Linked DNA regions of Bactrocera dorsalis: region 2 is linked to region 1. The links are chromatin contacts, called in public Hi-C maps. All regions are on one chromosome and are shown on one strand. The core of a region is the stretch at or near the end of the contact, and the rest is flanking DNA. Distances in the headings are between cores, read along the strand shown.

Region 1 (4,297 bases), core at 1,137-3,636:
TCCCAACGATTCGTTTTCAAATTAAATGCAGGAATCCGTTCCAAATCGTATACTAAATTCGAAGTACCACCCCCGAGCACATAGATGTACTGACCATCGTAAACCACTTCATGTCGGTAACGGCCCTCCGGATCTTCGCGAATATATGGTCGGCATATATAAACGCATTCCCACACACGTGTGCGCAAATTTAAACGATGCACATCACAAGAGTAATCATAGCCAGTTGTTCCACCGATTGTATATAAATAATGTTCGTGTAAGACAATACCCGGACCATACTGTGGTGTTGGCGCATCACCAGTTGCCTCAATACGCATAACACTGGGTTTATCAACTTGTGTTTGATAAATATAGCAGTCATTTGAGCAAGATTCGCCGAAGGGATATCCAGTCCCACCGTAAGACTTAAGAAAAATATAGAATAGAAATATTATTATAAAATATTAGAATGTAATATGAATACAATTATTGTTATAAAATAATTTTAAAAATTAAATGTATGTAAGTGAGTGTTGCGATTGCATGCAAATAATTCTGTGTGCGTAAGGTTTTATATATTTCAGACATGTTTATATATATGTACATATCTATAAACGTGATATCTGATAGAGATAATTTTAGTTCTTAACCTTGTCTAATATTTACTTACGATTAATAAATTATTACTAATGATAAGCGCATTTGATGCCAACTCTCCTGGCATATTTCGATTCGTTGAAGGATTGTGCAATAGCACCCAACGTTTAGTTGCCAAATTAAAACGCCATAGCTCTTGAAAAAGCATGCCGCTACCATGTATGGCCGCATTGCTATTGCTTGGATTGTAACCACCTAATGTATAGAGATGCGATTCGGAAGCGACTACACGATGACCACTTCGCGCGAAGGGATAATCTCTTGGTGCACAATGTTTTTTATAATTACACTTCATTAGACGTTGAGGTTTAAAAGTATATATGGGTTTATTAGGCATGCGAATTCTTTGATTAGAAAATGTACTGCTGCCCACTTCACTTTCGCTTTCCGAATTGGTTGAAGAATCACCACCATAACCAGGTATATAATTATCAGATGCGTCGTCGCTATCCATTTCAACAAAATAGTCGGAATCTGTGTCGCTAGACATGTCCGACGCATCATCATCGTCATTCTCTTCGTCAACATCTTCGTCGTCTTCGTCATCAACATCATATCCCAAACCCATCACGGGTTCCTCATCATCTTCATCCATAGGTTCTCCTGGTACGTGTTCCATATGATCACGTTGTTCGCCACCTTCGCCGTCCATTGCAACGAAAAAGAGTGTTGAAAAATGTATGCTCCGTAATATAGAAATAAAATTCCTTTCAAGGACAGCTATCAAATTCCAGACGTGTAGCAAATTATTCAATAAATTTAACAAAGCTAGCGCAGCAAATCTTCTTATTCTCATTACAGTTCCGAAGTTTGATTTTTTTTTTAATTTTTTTATTACTTAAATTTCACATACACAGGTTTTCCATCACAATTACAATATTATAGTTTAGAAGTGCACTTGAACAATTAATGGTGAAACCACATTGAATTTTCAACAATTGGATTTTGGTTTGTTGCCGCGCACAGCTGGTGGTGAAGGTCGAAACAATGTTGCTATCAAAACACAATTTCTATCGGAAGATACTATATTTAATTTGTCAAATTTACAGTGTTTAATCGGCTCAAAATTTTCAATTGTCTTTAATGACCTTGTTAGGCACTTGATTTTTTCTTAAATATATGTTAATTTTTACACGTTTGATTCTACGTTCAATATTTTTTTGGGATTTATGCAAGAGTGCAACAACATTGCTACCTCACCAATCAGCTGACAATTAGCGTCCACTGCTCCCCATACAATCATTCGCAACAGCTGTCAAATGAAATTCAAACGACACTTTGTATACACTCCATATCATTTTGATTACGCAGTTTGAAATCTACGCTGCTTTTATTACTTTTGCACAGAATTTTTGCTTGACTTAGATAATATTTTATAAAATACATTTAATTTCAGCGTTTAACTTTCGCATATAGTTTGTTTCACCTCGTTAGTATTTAATTTTGTGTTTACACGTCACACACTTTCAAATTCCTCACACCAAATGACAATTTCGAACAATTGCGAATAACCTACTTGATGTTCATCGTAAGTAATTCTGTAATGAAACAACGGGTGACACATAAATTAGTTGTAAACTCTTTATCAGATGGAAATATTTCTTTTGCCCGTACTTTACACAAAACTTTGGAATTTTACATATTAGTAAATAATTGAAACACACAAATCTATAAGATAGCATAGATTCACAAAATATTTAGTAATCTACATTTCGTACATAAACATTTTCTATTGATCCGATAACACAGTGTTTCGTTTCGCATAATTTTGGCACATCTTTGATATTCTATCGTTAATAATTTAAAAAATTAATATAATTTTTGTAATTTTAATGGGCAAACAATATAAAGTTAAATTCTTAATTTATTTCTTTGCTGGTTTCTTGTTGGCACAAATATTTTGTCGTATTCTTGACAATTTCGCGGTTGTTACCATCTGGCATCTTTGCATCGAATTACATAAAAAGGGGAGCTTTTCGACCATGTTCTCTCAGTCATTTTAGTGATTTGGCTCCAGCAAATTTACATTTCGTGATTAACCGTGAATAAATCTTTCGGTCTTTCCATGTGTCTGCGAATGTGAAATTAAACAATTTTTTTATTACGCAAATACCGTGTAAACTTTCCGAAGATGTTCAAACACAAACAGGATAGACGTAAACTCTGATATTCGGCCCATATCTGGTCGTTGCATTACATTGAAGGCGAACGTACCCCGCGTGTGAACTGATATTTCAGTTTTTCACTTTGGCGGAAGCGGAAAAATCCCCACAGCACACAGTTCAATGCTAGAATTCATCAAGTTCAACTCAGAATTGACACAACAACACCTTTGCCAAAGTAAACGGTTTCGATTATAAATAAAAAAAAATCTTTTGACGGCAAGAAAATCCAGTTTAAGAAAATTGACAAGACATAATATACGCCAAAGGAAATATCGTATAAAGAACACCAACATAGCTCGGAATTTGTAAGCGTCAATCAACAAATCTATATCTGCGCTCTGCCTATACGCGTATTACATATATCAGACGGGGTAAATTAATCAGCTGTGAAAAACAAGTAGAAGTGCAACGAGAATTATTGAGTGAGGCAATCTTCTGTAAGTTGGTCAAAATGGAGTGCAAGGACGAAACAACGGGAAATGACAATGGCAAACAAACAAAGGAACAGTCCAAACAACAGGACATTGAAAAGAAAATGGAAGAACAAAAACAACAACCCGAAAAGACATCGCCAAAGTTAAATCCACGAGCTGGCTTGAAGCTGGCCAAAACAAATGGTGCCTCCAAAAAACGTGTTTATAAAGTAGTGCTAACAGGCGGTAAGTACGCTCAATATACCTAATAATATTTATTGAAATAAATCTGTCTTTAAGCTAGAAATATTTGTACGACGAGTTTGCAAGTCATAATTTGGAGTCAGTGTATAAAGAAATGTGTAGCATACTAAACTCTAGTTGAATTGTGGATAAACTTTTTCATTTGTTATGTTTCTCTTGATTATCCTCGCTTTTGTGCAAATGTGCATTATAACTTTATGCCAACCGGCGTTGCTGGGTTTTTTTGGTTATCGAAGACAATAAATGTATCTACACGTGTTCATATTCCAAAACATATACTAGGAACCTGCTATTTCTTCAATTCATTAAAACCAGTTTTATGAAATTTCAGAGAGGTATCAGTTTTCAGTTACATATGTGTACTCATATAATAGATACCACACTTGACATATAATATATTTTTTTTTGTATTTCATGGCTGAGATAATATACTATACTTGAAAATTTGTAGAAATCTCAGAGTTTGTACATGTTTATATGCATGAAAGTACAACGGACTATATACAACATTTGCCAAAAGTCAATTTCGTGATATGTATAAGTGCCCCCACTAACACATTCATTGTTCAGCAAGCTGCTTGCTTTTGCGTCAAATCTATTTAAAAATCGTCTTCTACGATCAGCTATAGACTTATATATTAGTATACATGTGTATGTGTAGACAGTGATATGAAAGAATGAAAGAAATTAGTTAAAACACCGGCAAATATTTCAATATACTTGTGCATATGTTGAATTAAAAATGTATACATACGTTTCAAATATTTTATTTTTTTAGTTGTTTTGTATTGAGTGCAGTTAATTAAAAGAAATATA
Region 2 (4,222 bases), core at 744-3,243, 44 kb after region 1:
GTTATAAATTTGTGGCTGATCAGCATATTGGAACTTTACTTGATCCAAGTAATTAAGTGCATCCTCCACTTTAAGTCGTGGAGGACCACCTTGTGGCTGACCAGCTTGTGGAGGACCTTGCTGTTGGCCCGATGTTGTGGGTAACGGTGGTACCACTGCCAAAGGTTGTGGTGCATTCAGTGCAGTTCCACTGCCTACAGTAATATTTTGAGAAGAGCTGATTGTACGTGTTCGCAGAGAATTTGGCTGCGATGCAGAGTTCTGTACATTACTGCCTGAACCACCACCGGTTACATGAATTTGCACAGGTCCATCTGTAGTTGTTTTTATATTACCACCAACACTGGAAGATACTGATGAAACATTGTAGGCTAAATAAATAAAATAAATAAATAAGTCACACTTTTTTCAATACCTAATTAAAAATAATATACACAATTTTATTTATACTTTTAATCTACTTACAAGTTGAAGAATACTGCACAGCTTGTGTGTGGACAGTTCCTGCATTGACAGTTCCCGCGGCTCCGCCACCTGAAGTAACAACTGTTCCCCCAGGTAACTGCGCAGCATTGCCACTGGGTCCTCCACTATTATCATGACTCGAGGAATTGCCGCTACCGGTACTACTTTCTACCATTCCACCAGAACCTTTCATGTTTGTCGCTGCTGGTGTTGTTGATGGCAAATAAGCAATTGTCTGCGCTCCACCATGTGGCGGTATTAAAATGCGATGATGTGGGATTGAACCAGTTGCATTACTTCCAGACAAACCGACACTTAAACTAGTATTACCATGACTACCGGGAACAACAGTGCCGATATTAACTGTATTACCGGGATTAGAGGTCCCCACTATGGTCCCGCCACTTCCTCCACCGCCACTACCACCCACACCTCCAGGACCAGGGCGCGTGCCGTATTGGACTTCATCCACACGCGTACGTTTCATCATTTTGGTTGCAATTGCTGCACTTAATTTTTATTGTAGTCTGAACGCTCTTAATGTATTATTTCAATTGCTGTCAACTTTTGAGATATCACTTGAGATGATGATTTCTGTCGAAAACTACCGACGTTTTTACTTTTTTAATTATTAATTCCAATAATACTTTGCTTTCTCATCAAACCCAATGGAAATGAATACGGGTTTTTTATTATTTAAACGATATTTATATGTTTGGTGCGGCTTTGATTCTATTGGCATCCGATGACTCTGTTGCCTTTTCATTGCGCTGTGAGCGGCCGTCAACTCACAGAAGGCAATTTTAAAATCTATCTGCAGCTTTCTAAATCCTAAATCTGTAAAGCAAACAGAAATAACTTTTTATTAGTTTTACAATGAATATATAATTAAAATAAGTTAAAATTTATGTATACATATTAATACAAAGGTAGAAATGAAGAAAATTTGTCATTTCCATGGAACTTGGTTTACCCCATACACATTTTTACCATTAGTTTCATTAACTCACATTAACTGCGTATTATTATTCTAAAAATCGTATTTGAAATAGAAGAAAATACTGTGGTGTTGTTGCTTAAGCGACAGAAATCATTTTGAGATTTGTTGCCGAATCGACATTACTTATCCGTATATAAACTAGAGTCCACGAGGAAATTTGGATGAAATAGCCTACAGGAAAATATTTATATAGTTTTACAGCATATCGCAAGTTCAAATTTATTTTCAAATTTTTAGCAATGAAAAATATTTCATAACACTAGAAATATCTTTTTTAATTTTGATAATATTTGCATATTTGTAGGTATACATTGCAATTCTATATAAAAGAAAATCAACCACTCTCCAAGTTGGCACAAAATAGTTCAAAATGCACACTACGTTACATATGCACACATATGCATACATATAATACAAAATGTACTCGTAAAGAGCGACACTATGGAGGGAGTAGAAAAAAAGGTAGGCAAAATAGCAAACCATTGGAGCTCAACGAGAAAATACCAAGCCCCATTCCCCACACACACAAACTTCACCTTGTTCACCAATAATATCGTTCGCCCAAATCCATCGTCATCAGTCTGACCTGCTCGTATGCGTGCACTTGCTTGCGATTAATATAGGTATGTGCATATGACAAAAGCATTTAAAACAAACAAAAATCAAATATATATATATATGTATATATAAATGTATATAAATATACGAATTTGTGTGACGTGCAATAATATGAGATAGTAAACGTTTTTATTTACATATATTAATATTTATACACATTTACAATATATAGTTTGGAAAATCCAGAATTGAAATGTATTTAAATGATTTTGGAGTTCAGTCAATCGCAATATTGGCATGAGAACCCAAATTCCATATAACATGGTTCATAACCAACATTATTTTGACTGATTTTCAAAATTATATACAAACAAAATAGCATGTGAAATTTATATCCCCCTATCTCTTTAGAAAAATCGAAGGCAACCAGACACAAATTTTCAATAATATGTACAAATACATATTTCAGTGTCAGAACGTTCTTCTCTTTGATTCTTGATATCAAAATTGTATCCTAGTCATTGTAAAAAAAACAACAACTAGACATTAAACTTTTGTAATGTTTAACAATTTTCTTCACTTCTATCAAAGATGATTTATATGCATGTTTCACTTCGATTAGTTTGATTATTTATTCAAATTATAATATTTGCGGCCCGGTAATATTTTTTATTATATAGCAGGCATGGCATGTCAATTTTTATTTACATTGATGCCTGTATCAATATATGTATGCATATGTACATATGTATATTGTACATTGCATCGCTGGCGAAATTTTCGTTTGTACAATTGGTAAGAAAGATGTGCCCAAATAGCATGGTGAGAAGTAAACACGTCAATTCATATATTTGCATACTCAGGAAAAACTATTAAAAGTGCATCACAAGCATTAAATAATTTTTGAAAAATAAAATCAAACTTTTAATCGATTAAACATTGTCTGAGTATTCGAATATTTTATTATTGTAAACTGTACTAGCAAAGATAAGGAAAATACAAACACTTCGTCGCTTTTGCTGATTATGCGCTCGTATATAACAAGAGAAAGCGACGAACCGAGCCATACAAACGCAACAAACACGTTTGTTAAAGTGAAACAACTTCAGTGAGCGATACTAGTTTTGACATCATCATCGAATGAGTGTAAAAGAGAAATAAAATGACACAATCCTTGAAAATGAGATTGCTTGTGTGCAAGTAGTTTGAGTACCTTGTTTTTGTTATTGTTTTGAATGGGTCAGCAGCAGTGACGACGACGACGACAACGGTGGCTGTCTGACTGGCTGACTACCGACGGTAGTCAAAGTGGAATATTTGAATGCGATTTCAAGACTTGCTTGGAGAAGAAAGGAAATTGGTGGCGAATGGGGTGGTGAAGCTGCATACAAATATGAGGTATGCGCCCGCGAATACCGCGTCATTGTACTATACTGGGTGAAGCATACTAGATATATACACTGCACATCCAAACAAGAGCTCCTCATATAGCAGTACCTACATGAACTGAAAATGGCCACTAGTCGTATCTCTTGAGGCGGGATAGAGTGGGCATGCATAGGGTTTCCCTCCATTTTTGCGGGTATCTTATCTTCGATATGTAAGTATAATATAATTTGCATTCGTAGCTACAATTAATTATAAAGTTACATAGTATACCTATAATAAGTTGTAAGAAAGCTATGTCGAGTGAATATATGTACATACATATAACACTGAATATGGACATTAACATGTAATTCTATTGTGCTCTTGTTTTTTGTTAGCCTAAGGAGGTTTAGGTCAATAAAGATTATTTGCGTTTTTCGCACTTTTATTGAATATTTTCATAAATTCAATTTTCAGTCTCTATTAATAAATTTGCAAATAACCATAAATAAACAAGAAATGAAAACGGAATTACAATAAAGGCAAAGGAGTAAAATAAAAGTAAAATTTCAAGTCGTTCTCAGCATTCTCGTTGTCTATATTTTATTTCTATTTTGCTTTTTTTATTTTTATTTTTAATTTTCACTAAAAGGCGTACGACTGCTGAACACCCGAATATGTCCGAATACAACAAAACGATTTGCTATTGTTGCCACTTACAGTTTTCCGTTTAACCCTATATTCTTTTAAACCTACAAACATTATTCAAATCATTTCGATCACATTTATTCTAAGTGCATTTTAACTTTATATGTAAAATACTTCTTTTCA

The links. A called contact is a pair of places that touch in the nucleus more often than the background predicts.
Region 2: a contact with region 1 is called in a Hi-C map of whole body, with 2.3 times the contacts expected there. The contact joins the enhancer-like site here to the promoter of LOC105229957 in region 1. A contact is called at or near these places in 2 of 2 Hi-C or Micro-C datasets (both in whole body).

Annotation. Positions count from the first base shown.
Region 1 is chr3:79,719,872-79,724,168 of ASM2337382v1, forward strand. LOC105229957 (hypothetical protein) reads left to right here and starts at 2,387. Exons shown (of 10, transcript XM_011210473.4): 1 at 2,387-3,463. The coding sequence starts at 3,256. It overlaps LOC105229956 (kelch domain-containing protein 10 homolog), which reads right to left and starts at 2,136. Exons shown (of 4, transcript XM_049452308.1): 1 at 1,840-2,136; 2 at 653-1,536; 3 at 1-407. The coding sequence starts at 1,435.
Region 2 is chr3:79,763,993-79,768,214 of ASM2337382v1, forward strand. LOC105229959 (paired amphipathic helix protein Sin3a) reads right to left here. Exons shown (of 14, transcript XM_011210478.4): 3 at 466-1,302; 4 at 1-371. The coding sequence starts at 955. Among protein-coding and RNA genes, the nearest start is that of LOC105229958, 3.8 kb to the right of the region's middle. Within about 2 kb of position 1,994, the one cell type or tissue checked has open chromatin away from gene starts, as enhancers often do.